Regions from separate parts of the Mus musculus genome. Here regions 1, 3, 4 and 5 are each linked to region 2. The links are chromatin contacts, called in public Hi-C and HiChIP or PLAC-seq maps. All regions are on one chromosome and are shown on one strand. Each heading gives the region's core, a stretch centred on a gene start, on an enhancer-like site or on the middle of the called end of the contact. The rest is flanking DNA. Distances are from core to core; before and after follow the strand shown. Region 1 has its middle 19 kb from the start of Rgs1. Region 2 overlaps Uchl5 (ubiquitin carboxyl-terminal esterase L5). Region 3 holds the start of Rgs1 (regulator of G-protein signaling 1). Region 4 overlaps Rgs13 (regulator of G-protein signaling 13). Region 5 has its middle 58 kb from the start of Rgs1.

Evidence for each region. A called contact is a pair of places that touch in the nucleus more often than the background predicts. HiChIP or PLAC-seq counts read pairs in DNA pulled down with a chosen protein or histone mark.
Region 1: a contact with region 2 is called in a Hi-C map of bone marrow-derived macrophages, with 17 read pairs. The contact joins two enhancer-like sites. A contact is called at or near these places in 1 of 39 promoter capture datasets (macrophages), 1 of 15 datasets of contacts at CTCF or cohesin (large pre-B cells), 2 of 484 Hi-C or Micro-C datasets (CD8 T cells and bone marrow-derived macrophages), 2 of 115 datasets of contacts at active chromatin or transcription factors (embryonic fibroblasts and large pre-B cells) and 1 of 9 other capture datasets (embryonic stem cells).
Region 3: an H3K4me3 HiChIP or PLAC-seq map of bone marrow-derived macrophages shows a contact between it and region 2, with 5 times the contacts expected there. The contact joins the promoter of Rgs1 here to the enhancer-like site in region 2. A contact is called at or near these places in 7 of 39 promoter capture datasets (the 3T3-L1 cell line, the C10 cell line, the HPC-7 cell line and 3 more), 4 of 15 datasets of contacts at CTCF or cohesin (CD8 T cells, the NIH/3T3 cell line, large pre-B cells and 1 more), 57 of 484 Hi-C or Micro-C datasets (the 63-12 cell line, the AML12 cell line, B cells and 38 more), 10 of 115 datasets of contacts at active chromatin or transcription factors (the 230-238 cell line, CD8 T cells, the HPC-7 cell line and 6 more) and 3 of 9 other capture datasets (adipose tissue, liver and macrophages).
Region 4: a Hi-C map of bone marrow-derived macrophages shows a contact between it and region 2, with 15 read pairs. The contact joins two enhancer-like sites. A contact is called at or near these places in 1 of 15 datasets of contacts at CTCF or cohesin (the NIH/3T3 cell line), 2 of 484 Hi-C or Micro-C datasets (the CH12 cell line and bone marrow-derived macrophages), 1 of 115 datasets of contacts at active chromatin or transcription factors (embryonic stem cells) and 1 of 9 other capture datasets (adipose tissue).
Region 5: a contact with region 2 is called in a Hi-C map of bone marrow-derived macrophages, with 12 read pairs. The contact joins two enhancer-like sites. A contact is called at or near these places in 1 of 15 datasets of contacts at CTCF or cohesin (large pre-B cells), 3 of 484 Hi-C or Micro-C datasets (the C10 cell line, bone marrow-derived macrophages and liver), 4 of 115 datasets of contacts at active chromatin or transcription factors (Th17 cells, large pre-B cells, memory CD8 T cells and 1 more) and 1 of 9 other capture datasets (liver).

What each region holds. Positions count from the first base shown.
Region 1 is chr1:144,266,610-144,269,309 of GRCm38.p6, reverse strand. No RefSeq gene overlaps it. Among named protein-coding and RNA genes, the nearest start is that of Rgs1, 19 kb to the right of the region's middle. Within about 2 kb of position 1,294, at least 30 of the 459 cell types and tissues checked have an H3K27ac peak or open chromatin away from gene starts, as enhancers often do. A contact at or near this core is called in bone marrow-derived macrophages, where this site is marked.
Region 2 is chr1:143,802,512-143,805,211 of GRCm38.p6, reverse strand. All of the region lies in intron 10 of Uchl5 (ubiquitin carboxyl-terminal esterase L5), which reads right to left. Among named protein-coding and RNA genes, the nearest start is that of Uchl5, 27 kb to the right of the region's middle. Within about 2 kb of position 1,446, at least 8 of the 459 cell types and tissues checked have an H3K27ac peak or open chromatin away from gene starts, as enhancers often do. A contact at or near this core is called in B cells, the Ba/F3 cell line, Th1 cells and 3 more, where this site is marked.
Region 3 is chr1:144,247,779-144,250,478 of GRCm38.p6, reverse strand. It overlaps Rgs1 (regulator of G-protein signaling 1), which reads left to right and starts at 1,375. Exons shown (of 5, transcript NM_015811.2): 1 at 1,375-1,578; 2 at 1,920-2,000; 3 at 2,512-2,573. The coding sequence starts at 1,442.
Region 4 is chr1:144,138,721-144,141,420 of GRCm38.p6, reverse strand. It overlaps Rgs13 (regulator of G-protein signaling 13), which reads left to right. Exons shown (of 6, transcript NM_153171.4): 5 at 545-711; 6 at 1,738-2,700. The coding sequence ends at 1,920. Among named protein-coding and RNA genes, the nearest start is that of Rgs13, 37 kb to the left of the region's middle. Within about 2 kb of position 1,375, at least 17 of the 459 cell types and tissues checked have an H3K27ac peak or open chromatin away from gene starts, as enhancers often do. A contact at or near this core is called in bone marrow-derived macrophages, where this site is marked.
Region 5 is chr1:144,305,982-144,308,681 of GRCm38.p6, reverse strand. No RefSeq gene overlaps it. Among named protein-coding and RNA genes, the nearest start is that of Rgs1, 58 kb to the right of the region's middle. Within about 2 kb of position 1,436, at least 136 of the 459 cell types and tissues checked have an H3K27ac peak or open chromatin away from gene starts, as enhancers often do. A contact at or near this core is called in bone marrow-derived macrophages and microglia, where this site is marked.

The DNA of each region.
Region 1 (2,700 bases), core at 45-2,544, 460 kb before region 2:
TGAGCAGGAAGAGCAACAAAAGACTAGGTCATACAGAAAGATAACAGCACGGTTTACAGAGGCTCACTCTGTTTCAGTATTATTTCAATATCGATGATAAGCACTTTCTTGGATGAAACTTAGAGGAACCAAGAACAACTTGAAAGGATTAGAGAGCATAACACTGAAACATGTCAGAGATGTGAGATTAGTCCTAAAGACACAATGAAAACCTTAGATCTGAAAGTTAAACTGTCAACTTGACAGGGTAGATATTTGTCCTGGCCGGCAGAACAGTTGAACAGGGTCTGGGGAACCACTTGTGGAGAGAATGAGAGGCGAGAAACATAAGGACAGACAGCAAGTCTGATTGATCAAGCTATCAACTTTTTATTATTCCCAGGCAGGTTTTATGTCCACAGAAGCAGGGTATGGGGAGGGGGATGACGCAGAATCGCTTTGTTTCTGGGAGATCGCACCTGTTCCCAAGAGCAGGATATTGGCTAGGTAAAAAGTTCAGCAGGAGGAACAGAAGAGAATGGGTTGCTAGGTACATGTCCACAAGATCTATAGCTATTTGTTCTTAACTGGGGGTAATACTTTCCCATAGAGGCCTCAACTTTTTCTCACAGAAATCTCAACTAAGCTAATACTTTTCCACTAAGGCCAAGACTTTGTAAGTAAGAACTTATGGCTGACAAGGCAGTTATCATTCAAACAGGGTTGCTCCCAACAGATATTTATGTGGGAGACAGTCCTCTGAATATCTCTGTGAGGTATTGTGATGAAAAGACCTACACTAACAGTGGGTACCACCATTCTGTGGCTCTTGGACTAAATCCAGAGGAGAAAGCCAGTGGAGGAACGGCACTCACTTCACTTTGCTTCCAGGCTGTGCATCCTGCCTCATGCTCCTGCTGCCATGCCTTCATTGCCTTGATGGTCTGATCTTTAAGCAATAAGCCAAAAGAAGCTCGTGAATTGCTTTTTTTTCTGGCATTTTGTTACAGCAGCAAGAAAAAGTCACATAGAGAGAAGTGTCACTGAAAAACGGAACTGTTGCTGTGACACACCAAATTCTGCCACACATGTGCATTTAGACCTGGTCTGTGGGATGACTAGGAAAGCAATGGCAACTTTGAGCTAATGCAGACCTAGACTGGCCTAAGGAAGTGGCTCAGTGTGTAAAAGAATTTGTTTTACAAGCATGAGAATCTGTGTTTAAATCTTCAGAACCCAGCTGGAGGGTGGAGTGGCACATGCTTTTCAATGAAAACAAAAATTACAAGGAAGCCTCTAAATGCTGTGTAAGCAGAGTTAAATGACTCAGTCTGGTGGGATTTAGGAAGTCCAGAATGTTGAGACAGATATGAGCAGAGAGGCCTGGTGTAATTAATTATGGAAGGAAACAAAGACTCTGTTGGTTATTGGGCTGTTAGCCATGAAGTTCTATTTGGACAAAGAATCTCACTGCATTCTGCCTCTGTCCCAAAATCTTAATTGAGGTTGAATTCAAAAGTAATGAACTAATTAACTTGACAGAATGAATTGCAAGACAGGCTATAATTCAGATTCTAACATGGTTATTTCTCAGTATGCTTACTCAGGGTTATAGTAAGAGGGGACAGAAAGAGAAAAATGTGACATTTGGCAAGAAAAGAATTGTGGAATGTTTAAAGCTGTCCACAAAAATGTTGTGGAAAGAAAACAGCTGCAATTGTTAACAATTGTTACATCATTTAAAACATGGAGTGACCTGTGGCTCCAGCCATATATGTAGCAGAGGATGGCCTTCTCAGGCATCAATGGGAAGAGAGGCCCTTGGCCCTATGAAAAAATAAAAATAAATTTAAAAAAATCAAAAAAGCACAGTCCTTTGGATGTATGCATGGTGCCTTCTGCTACCCAGGAAAGTTAGTCCTCAGAGAGAGGGCATTCAAATCAGTTCTAACTTATGCTGAGTTTTGGAGCCCAGTCCCAATGGATACCTCCACAAAAGACTCCAACACCTAGAGCTCAGGGGACATTGTGGAAGAAGGGGCAGACAGATTGTAAGAGCCAGATGATCAGGGACTTTACTGTCAGATTCTTTTTCCTATCAGAAGTGAGGCCCATTAAGACTCACCAACATGACTGCTCAAATATGAGTTAATCAAGGACACCAATGAACATGTCAGACTGCAAGGAGAATAGCCCACAAGGTCTCAACCTTACACACTAACTGTAGGCAACTGAATAAATCTGGGAGCTGGAGAGGTGACCCTTCCCAAGGAAAAGAATACCAATTGGTTGCCCAGTACCAAATCATTGGCCCTGAAAACATGCATACAAGTAACATTATATGAATTCATCAGGTTATAATTAGAAATATGTATCCATATAAAAGTATACATATGCATGCAATAACAATTAGTGAAAAAAGAGGCTATCAATTTGAAAGAGTTGGGAGGAGTATCTGGGAGAATTCAGAAGTGTTGTAGATAGCCCTGGAGCTCATTATGTTTGATGTTAATTCTGTTCTCCAGTGAGGGGTTGAGAACAAGGAATGATTCAGCACTCAGGTGATTTCCTATAAACCTGCTTCCCACCTTAATTTGTAAAATAAAGAATAGCTGATAATCGGGCAGGTAAAGGGAAGGTCGAATGGAAAGTAGAGAGAGAGAGAGAGAGGGAGAGAGAGAGAGAGAGAACGCAGAGGAGGAGGAGGAAGAAGAAGAAAAC
Region 2 (2,700 bases), core at 197-2,696:
TTCCTAAGAGCTGAGATTACAGACATGCAACACCATGTCTGCCTATACAACTCAATTTCAGTTACAATGGAAATTCAATTAACAATGTAAAGAAAAAAAGAGGAAAGTATTTAGTATTTTGCTATTGGTCTTTATAGTTTACAAAATGTTTACTAAAATTAACAAAATTATTGTGATCGTCCTACTTCTTTAAGAGACAGAAGTTGGTTTAAGGATCAGCTACTTACTATCAATTGAGTCTAAATTCAATTCATCTGTATCCCTTTATCAACTACATTCATGGTTTTACATAATAAGGACCAGAAGTTTAAAGAGGTGAAATAGACAATGATTTAGAAGTATGCATACATGTGTATATGTATATATACACACATATGCTGAAACTGAATTTCTTACAGTATTGTGAGTGTAGAGGACTCACAAATAGAATCTTAATCTAGCTAATTTTATGTTTCAGAGGACAGATTTGGTTTATGGTACAATAAGATTTACAACTATTTTTAGATTGCCTCCTGAGCAATGTATACAACTCTCATATAACAAAACCATTAAATTTTACTCTATATCACTAGAGTCACAAGACCAAGGGAAAATTAGTTGTCTTTTGCTTTTTATTCAATATAGTGAAAATTTTTTGCCCCAACTACTTTCACCATTGACTATATAGACAGCTGTCTCAGTCAAAGTCCAACTTCAGATAGACGTGGCATCTACCACCACTAAGAGGCACATCCTTTCTGTGTGGTTCCTCCTACCCCTTTCACACTGTAATAGCCAGTTTCCTTAAAGGAGGGCTGGGGGAACAACCAACCAACTAAATTCCATATATTCCAAGTCCAAATCCAAGTCTAGATTCTATACATAATTGTTCTTGAAAGTATCATGATTAAGAAATTCCTTGACAGCTTTTTATTGTGTTTAATTTTAAAATATAATCTATTTTACCTGCTTTTCAATTTGCTTCGTTTATTAGCACAGAGTTCCAAAGTGGTATAACTTCTTTAGTTTTTTTTTTCTTTTTTTCACAAAAGGATTACAAAAATACATTTGCTAAGAAAATTATTTAGAACTTACTGTTTGTCTGAAATTTTTCACGACTTTGTGCTGAACTAATCTCAAGATACTATGCAGCAGGCTATAATTGTTTCATTCCTTGCCAACCCATGCCACAAGTTGTTTGAGATTTACATCATAACAAAATGTCTAGAATATAATTTGCAGCTAGACAAATGAGATGAACAATTTAAAACATTTCAATCAAATGTTAAATCCAAATACCCTCAAAACCTAGAAGTTAGCACTGTACAGGTAGAAACAATAAATATACACCGTTTGTATAATATTACAGGATAAAACCTGCTACAAACTAGGTAGTCTAGACAGTCAATAACTACCTTCCTTAAAAAACTGCCAACAGAAAGCTCTCAACAGAGCCGGTTACACTAACATTACATATTCATATACTGCCACCTTGTGTCCAAAACAGTCTTTACAAAGGTTTACTCTAAGCTCACAAAACCACCATCATCATTTGGGGAATACAGTCATGGACAATTTAAAAAAAAAAAAAAAAAAAAAAAAAAAAAATCACACCAAACTTTTTCCTAGTCTACACAAAAATACCGCATTTTAAAACAAACTTTAAAGAACCGTTTGCATTGAATAAAGTGATAATCTGTCCATAAGTTTCAATGAGAAACTGTATTCCGAATGCCTCTGAATTCTGAATCCACGTGCCTCAGCTTCCAAGGACTAAGATCATGGGTGTGCACACCACACCCATCACTACTTAGTAGTTTTACAACAGAAAGAGTTCATAGTGCTTCCAAGAAAACCATCCAGATGTCCTATAACAGTTTGAGGATCACAGGCTTCAAGTTGTTAATACAAGATTGAAACTCAGTTTCCCATCTCAGAGCACCCCGAGGAGCATGAACAGAGGAGTTACCAGTCTTCTACAGTAAGTTTAAAGTTAATGCTAAAAAGTGAGTCCTATGTCTCAGGTAATAAGGCAAACACAAATATATTATGAATTCAAATCTCAGTATTATTTTATATTTATAGTATGAAATATCTGGGACAAAATGTATGTTTGCTTTGTACACTTTAAAATCAATAAGAAAAATATACCTACCATGTATTCTTGTCTTTAAATTAATGGTCCAAATTTTTATTTGCCTAGTAGTGTCTTCTCAAAGTGTTTCTCAAAATGTGGTACACAGATCAGTTGCATTAGAATCACTTGGGAAACTTATTAAAGATTCTTTCCCCTACATGAGAATATCTGGGGAGGGGGCCAGGTAACATGTAATTTAAAGAGCATCCAGAGATGGTCATTTTCAGAAATGCTGATTTACAATATAAACGTATAAACAATTTAACTGTAACTCATTTATTCCTTGAATATTTTATTAAGTGCTTAACACTGAAGAATAAATCTTAGAAATCAGAATTTTCCACTTATTTGTTAGTTATCCCTCAGTGGGAAGGATTCTAGATTAGGAATAAGAAACCTGTGTGCTAGCCAAACTATTCTTTTATCCCCATCAATGTCCATTCTAGTTCTAAATCCTGGTATCAAGGCAAAATTTTACAAAATTAGCTAAGGAAAAAAACTTATTATTTCAGTTATTAACAATAAAAATTTATTTTTGTTTAAAGAAAAAAACTGTTTTAATACAGAACAACCTGTGTTGTAAA
Region 3 (2,700 bases), core at 126-2,625, 450 kb before region 2:
TACTGATTTTTTAAAAAGGACAAAGAAAAATTAATATGCCTCTCTTTTTTTTAAGTCAAATTTACCTAATTCCACCAAAAGTTTCTATGATAAAGGCTACCCTCTATTGAGAGGCAAAATTCAATCTGCCCAAAGTAAAGTTGGCCATCCTATAAAGTGCCATAGTATGCATCTTGTATAAACTCTGTAAGATGTTATATTGCATTAATATCTCTGCTCTGATACATGATTTTTATCAATGAGTAATGATTTTTGTAATGTAATCATCTCAATTAAAGCTAGATTTTTCCTCTCTGGAGATATTTCAAAAAATTCAATTATTATATCCTAACTAGTACAAATGATTGACTTATTCAAACAAATTCTGAGTTTACTTTGAATTTTCCCTCAGATACTTTATTTTTAAAGATTGGTATCTTTATCATTATGTAAGGTCTGTATGTTAGGTACACTTTTATTCATAGGTTTTCTTTAATTTTACCATGCCATCTTAATTATTGAACACAATTACAGTGACACATCACTTATAGTCTAATTATAGAAGTAGCATTAAAAAACAGAATGCTCCTTAAGGTCATCTTATGTGTCACTGGTAGAATATTTTGTACACACCTTGGAAAATTCTAACAAGAATGTTCCTTGTGATGGAAATGATGGGCAAGATTCCAGACACCACAGTGGTGTAGACAGCCTCCCATAGGTCTCCATCTTACCAGATAGATACAGAGTAGTCAGTATAAAAAAAACATTAATCTTATACTGCTTCATATGGGTGGCAGTGGTGAAGAACTCTTAAAATATTGTGAAGAAGCCAGAAGAAACTAAAGGGGGGGGGCTGTAATCAGAGTATACTATATGACAAGGAAATCTACTTTTAATTTTTAAGAAAGGAGAAAAAACATTGTGATCAGATGATTTTATACTCCAGAACTACCCCAAGCATCAAGGTGAAGGGAGGGATAGGACTCTACTGTTGAATTTCTGCGTGATACAGAAAATATAGCAAATGTAACATTGACCAGAACATATAGTTTTCAAGGGAAAAAAAAAAGAAAGTTTTAACTCAAACTAAAGGCTGATACTTCCTTTCCTCCAGAGATGTGTATGGCCCCCTTCTATATATCTGTGTGTGTCTGTGTGTGTGTGTGTGTGTGTGTGTGTGTGTGTGTGTGTGTTTGTGCATGTGTGTGCATAATTTTGTTCCTGCCTTCCTAATCAAATGACCTGCTCTCATTCAGTTGAGTTTCAACCACAAGACATCCCTGTACACTTTTTTTTCTTCAAGATACACGTCACGACACACCAAGAAAGGAGGAACTTCCGTGCCTGTGGTAACATCACTTGATAAACAGACTCCCTGAACAGCAAGTGCCCTGTCTGCCTTACGCTATATAAAGCAGCAGTCGTAGACTAACAGACACTCACTCGTTTTGAGAAGACCATGAGAGCGGCAGCCATCTCCATGCCAAGGTTGAACAAAATGCCAGGAATGTTCTTTTCTGCTAGCCCAAAGGATTCGAAAGAACACAGCCATTCTCTTCTAGACGACAAAAAGCAGAAAAAAAGGCCAAAGACTTTGTAAGTTCCTTCAGTGTGTCTCTTTGATTATCTTTTATGGCCAAAGGAGTAGGAATAAGTGGACGTGAGTGCTGGCATTTGGTTTATGGAGAGCGGAGCAATTACCTCCTGTGACTTATAAGTGAGAGTCAGTTTTATTGGAAAATAAATCATGTTACCAGAAAGTCTGGGGAAATCTTTCTAGACGTTGTTCATAAAAATGAGTTCTATTTTAACATACTAAAATATTGTGTTAGCTAGTCTTATTATTACCTTCCTCCTCAGATATGTTTGCTTCATGTTCTTTTCATAGATAAGGGGAACTCTTGTAGAGAATTATGAATTTTTGGTGTCTTTTGTAGTGGAATGGACGTGAAAACATACCTGAGATCGATGATCCCACATCTGGAATCTGGGATGAAATCGGCCAAGTCCAAAGACATGTATGTACTGAATATATTGAAATATTCTAAGTGTCTAAGCATCCTAGAAGCTAACTGTTGTCTTCAAATGATACTGATACTTCATGTGTCTAGGCATGCCAGCTTACTCTTGTAATTCCAGTACTTGGAGGTTGAGACAGGGGGATGGGCAGGGGACTTGAGTGAAGCCTTGGACTTTAAAAAGGCATATAAAAATACTGCATGCAATGGAGTTAATTTCTTTTAGGTAACAAGCCAAACAAGATTAGCCCATATTAGAGCCAATGAACATTAATTATTAATATGTCCACATCAGTTTTCTATTTGTGTTTTTCTAATTTATCCACTTAGATTTTAACTGTCTTGACAGATTTTTTTCATAACTATGGTGATTAAAAGGAACTTTATTCATAAAAGTAATAATAGAAGTCATAACAAAAAATTTTAGTTATCAATATGTAGTAGCCATTATTAAATCAAGTGGGATTTCCAAAACTAGTTTATTAATTTAGATTATTTTTGTTAACTGTAGACTTTCTGCTGAAGAAGTAATGCAGTGGTCTCAGTCTCTGGAAAAACTCCTTGCCAACCAGAGTAAGTATTCCTATCTATCCATTGTTTTGGGGTCAGCTTGATAATTTAATAAGTTGGATGGATGATTAATGTATGTTATCAAAGGAAGAAAAGCAAGTATGCAAAAATGAAGTATTTTAGTTCTTGA
Region 4 (2,700 bases), core at 126-2,625, 340 kb before region 2:
GTTTGCATTCCTCTGTTTTATGTAAGAATCCAGAAACCTCTTTGTACCTTTCGAGTGTGTCACCCAACTTCCTTATTGTCTTCTGTATAAAAAGTCTGATGCTCGATTTGACATTACATTCAGATACTACACAACCTCTCCTGTGTGCATCTGTCTGTCAATTCATCTGACGCTTTGCACACCCGCGACTAGAGACCCGTTCCACGCAGACAAAGGGGCCCAGAGGGTCTGTGGCACCTCTCTTTCCACTGATGGCTGACTAGGCCATCTTTCTTATGACATCTTGTGGCCTTTCTGTCACAGGTACATCTAAACTGACAAATAATTTCCACTGAGTGACTCAGAACAAAGGGGTAACTTCACCAACTCATGGCATCCTTGAACATGCTTCAGATGTACAGAGACCTGAGAGTGTGGACCTTAGAGAGTATCCAGTTGTTCTGTATCTTTAGAGCTCTTCTTTGGGCTTCTGTATTAAACTGTATGAATTGTTGTTTAAATTCTGTTAACCCATAAAAACAATCACATTTTTTTCTACTTTTAGATGGCCCAATAGTGTACACAGCATATTTAAAATTGGAGCACAGTGATGAGAACATTAAATTCTGGATGGCATGTGAAACCTACAAGAAAATTGCTTCACGAAGGGGCAGAATTTCTAGGGCAAAAAAGCTTTACAATATCTACATCCAGCCACAGTCTCCTAGAGAGGTAACAATGGGACATGGCAGTTGGGGCATCACTTGGAAGACACTATTAACTTGAAGACCATTACATGCTAATCATAGTCCATTCCCAATATCTCCTAAAATTATATAAATTAAGAATTACCATTGTTATTTTTCAGTCACAAAACCTATGAAATCCCCCTGTGTGGTAGAGTCATCAAGTAGTAACCATAGAATTCAAAGGTGAGCTGTTTAGTCCACAATCCTCTACCCAATAGCCTATCTTACTGGCCTGAACAGTTAAAAAGAGCAAAGGGGTTGTGGAAAGAATTCTCGGGCATCATAAACTTGAAATGCCATGAATGAGCACCCCAGTGAGGTTGGTCCTCTGAGTCATTTCACGTTAGCATAATCCAGCCACCACAGCTGACATCCAAGTTGCCGTTACTACTCTCACACTGCCTAACCCCAAGGCTCCTGACAGAGAGACTTCCCAAACTTACAATTCATGTTAAATGCAAGGGTGGAGGATAGCACAGGAGATATCTATTTCTCAGCATAACCCTATATTATTCAACGATTCCCAAAAACCCTTCTGGAAATTTTTAGTTTTCTGAGATAACCACTTCTCCCCTCTATGTCTTCACTTCTCCTCATTTGCTTCCTATTTCAGGACTTGGTTGGCTAACACAGCATTTGTGACTACTAAGTAGAGTAAATTTTAAAACAGCCACCAACTTCCTTTTTTTCTTTAAAGAAGATCCCTCCAGTCCATAGACTTCCATGTTTGCAGACTACCACTAGCAAACCACTGGCATGTCCCAAGGAAGCAGAGGTTTCTAGAGTTCCCTGGTCACAGACTTCATGCTTTCATTCTTTCCCTGGGTGCTAATTATAGATTTTTACTTTTAAAAAGAGTGAGGACTTCATTTCTTAAAAGTCTTTTTAAATACCTCTGGAAAATTGAGCCTAAACTATCCTGTTACTCTGAGAAAGAGGGTAGTAGATGAAAGCATTCCATTGCGGGCATAGGCATTTGTTGTGCTTAACCTACAATTTTATTTTTCAGATTAACATCGACAGTACAACACGGGAAGCTATCATCAAAAGCATTCGTGAACCCACTCAAACATGCTTTGAAGAAGCTCAGAAGATTGTATACATGCACATGGAAATGGATTCTTACCCCAGATTTTTAAAGTCTGAAATGTACCAACAACTCCTGAAAACTGTTCAATCCCAAAGCTCTTGATTACTACACAGAAGTTTAAATGGAAGATGGCATGTTGCAAGTGCTAATGGAATTTAGAAAAAGACACAAGATGAGAATGAAGGGAGAAAGGAAACAGAAACCAAGTCCTGAGTTGATCTCTAGTTCCCAAGGGAAAGTCATTCCAAACCTAAAAAGCTCCCAGATGCTGTGACACAATTTATAGCATCCTTACAGAGAGGAATTAACAGAGAAGAAAAAAATCAGCTTCCTCTTATCATATAAGCACTATAACATTTTTGCTATAGTAGGCAACTAATGATATTTTTCATTAAAAAAATTGGCAGTCATAGCACAAATAACGGGTTTTGAAACCATTGCTCCATGAATTTTGTCTTTATATATTCTATAGATATGCTCAGAATATCTTGAATTAGTATATAAACATATAAGTCATATTATAATTTGTTGAATTTTAACATAATCAGTATATATTAATCATAGTGTATTAATATGATATTAAGAAGAAATTTAGCTATAAAATTTTCCCAGCAGCATGTCCATGATTGACCTTAGAAGGTCACTTAACCTATATCACATACGTCTTCTACATGTTAAATCTTTGGGATAATTGTAAGCTTTTAAGATATGTGGATTTTTTTTACATTTACAATGTCATTGGACTATAAAATTGGTCTTTTATTGAGATTAATTTCTTCATAATATGGACTCACCATAGTGTTGGAAATCAATCAGTAGAAACTAAAAGCTGTGTGCATATTTTTCAAAGACACCTTATTGTACCTTACTATGAACATTTCA
Region 5 (2,700 bases), core at 187-2,686, 500 kb before region 2:
TTTGTAGCCTTTCATGTTGAGCAATTGCTTGTATAGTCTTCAACCACCAAAGATAACAATGTTTTGCCAAAAGGATAGTGTTAAGACAGGTCTCCCCAAAGTACGAAGGTACAGCATGCAAGCCATCACTCAATGAAGCATACAGAACGTCTGTTATCTGTGTGTCATAGATGACATGGTTGACTAACCTACTTCCTTCTTCAGAAATCCAGCAACTGAGAAACAAGTTTGAGGCATTTTCTGTCCACTCAGTAAAACCTGTGCCTCACTGAGGTCGCTGACACATCGGAAGACCACAGAGCTGCTCTCTCAGACCTGCTGGATTTCTATCTGTTTGCTGATAACTCTCCCCCTTTGACCGCATTTCTAACACTAATACCTCTAGCACAATCATCAGACATTTAAAACACTTTATATTAACTTTAATTTGTGCTTTATTGGAGGAAGGGGAAGACAGTGTTTCTAAACTTCTCACTGGACCATAAATAAAACGAAGTTTGGTTTTTTTTCATACCTGTCTATTACACTCCCATTTCTTACTTGATATTGAAGAAAATGAACTTTATACAGAGTTCATAGACACAAAGCCTTTGCACATGAAGTGCAGTGACAGCCTCTGCAACAGAACCTGCTTCATGATTAGGTTACTGAGTCATCCCTTTCAACAATATCAGATATAAGGTGGTACCAAGACTGCGGTAGAAATGGATGGCTTCCTGGCCTTGCTAGGTTTATTCCAGATTGTAGTTGAACTTGGATCCTATTTTCCTGGCATTCATGCATTATACAAACTGAAGAAAGAAAAGGGGGTGGTTTCACATCTGAAAATAATTCTTACACAACCTTCCTCTCATCATATTTTTACATCCCGTCTACCTGTTAGACTTCATTCTTGAGACTTACTAGACTCTTAAAGCTATTTTTCAGATGAGAATATTCAGCTGGTAGCAACAAAACAACACTTAAACTTACTTTTAGAACATTGATTGATTGATTGATTGATTGCAAGGAATTGAAGAGAAAATAGAAGCAAGGAGTAGGGGGAGGGGGACTCCTTAACTCCTGAACAGTGTGTAAGAGAAACTAGACAACAGGAACTGGTCTAGTGTAGGTTTCCACTGCTCCTGAAACCTACCTACATATTGAGACTGCCCCCTCTTTCTGTGAAGTAAAGTTTCTATACTTGTAAATTTTTTATTGGGGGGGGGGGGGACAGGATCAGAAAAAAAAAAAGGAAAGAAAAATAAATAAAATGTTTATCTGTTAAAAGTTGAACTTTACAGTAGAGGCAAAGACTTGTGAGGTGTTTTACCCCCCCTCTTTTGTCAAAAGAAATGAAGGGAAAAAAGCTTATTCAGTAGCAACTGTCTACAGAAGAGAAGCAAAAGGCATTGAAAACAAGAAAAACCACAAAGCAATTAGTTCCTGTTCGCGCGCTGCAGCTTGTGACTGACGTGGGCCTCTGCGCTGGGTGCATTTTGAATTTTCAGATTAGCAGTGTTCATTTAGGGAGGAAGCAGGCTTCGGCAGAGTCTGAAGAAGAAAGCAGCATTCACAGAACTGTTATTCATAAAGAATTGCAATTCTTTAAATGAACCCCACCTGGTAGACTGAGAGGAAGAGAGCAATGTGTTCTATGGTAGGGAACTTCTGATTGAAAACTTAGAACTAAGGTTTATAAACAGTTACTGGAATCTGAGAAAGAGTCAAACACACAACCTTGAGAAACTAAGAATTGGGGATTTCAGGACACACTATAGAGTCAGAATTCAGAAACTTGTGTGACTGACATGGTCCACAGTTATGTTATTTACCTCCTACTTTACCTTTGCAGGGAGACATTAAATTAGTTCTATGTGTAATGCTAATGTTATGATTTAGATTCATGGAGCTACCAAGTCCTCCTGCCTTTCATTGGCCTGCTGTGCTTTTCCTTGTTGGGTGTACATGCATCACCTTAGATGAAAAGCTATTTGGAAGTCTCAGATTTATATCCTCACTCTGAGTCTAACAGTGCAATAAAGACTAATTTGTTTATTTTAATGCACTCATTCTGGTCTCTTAAATCAGCAGCTTACATTTCAAAGGTATGAAGATGTTTTCTAGTTGCCCTAATTCCACTGCATTGCCGTATGCTGCTGCATTGCTCATAATATTTAGACAGTTCCATAGCAACCCATAAAACACAGCCTGTAGAGTCCTGCATTCCTCTGACTGTGCCTCAAGGACTGGAAGGATTCCTAAGGAGAGAAACCCCAGTACACTCTCTGAAACACTCCCTCTATGGCAGTAGCTGCCAGGGCAGGAGCAGAGCCAGGTCTGAGATTTCATATTCAGAGATCACTACGATGTCTATAAAGATTGTTTTGATATTTCTGGTTTTCTGCTCTTCTTTACAAGGCTGAATCAACAAATGAGCTGATAACCAAAGAACTCAACAACCCACTTCAGAGATACTTGCTCAGTCATGTTCATTTCCACTCACAATAGATCGGAAATGAAAACAACTAAATGCATATCCTTCAACTGACAAGTGAATAATGAAATATGGTATATATACACAATTGGATCCTATCCATCTGTAAAGAAAACTGAATCATGAAATTCACAGGTAAATGGATGCAACTAGAAAGTACTATACTGAGTGATCCCAGGCCCAGAAAGACAAATGTCACATGTCCTTTCTTCTTTGTGGACCCT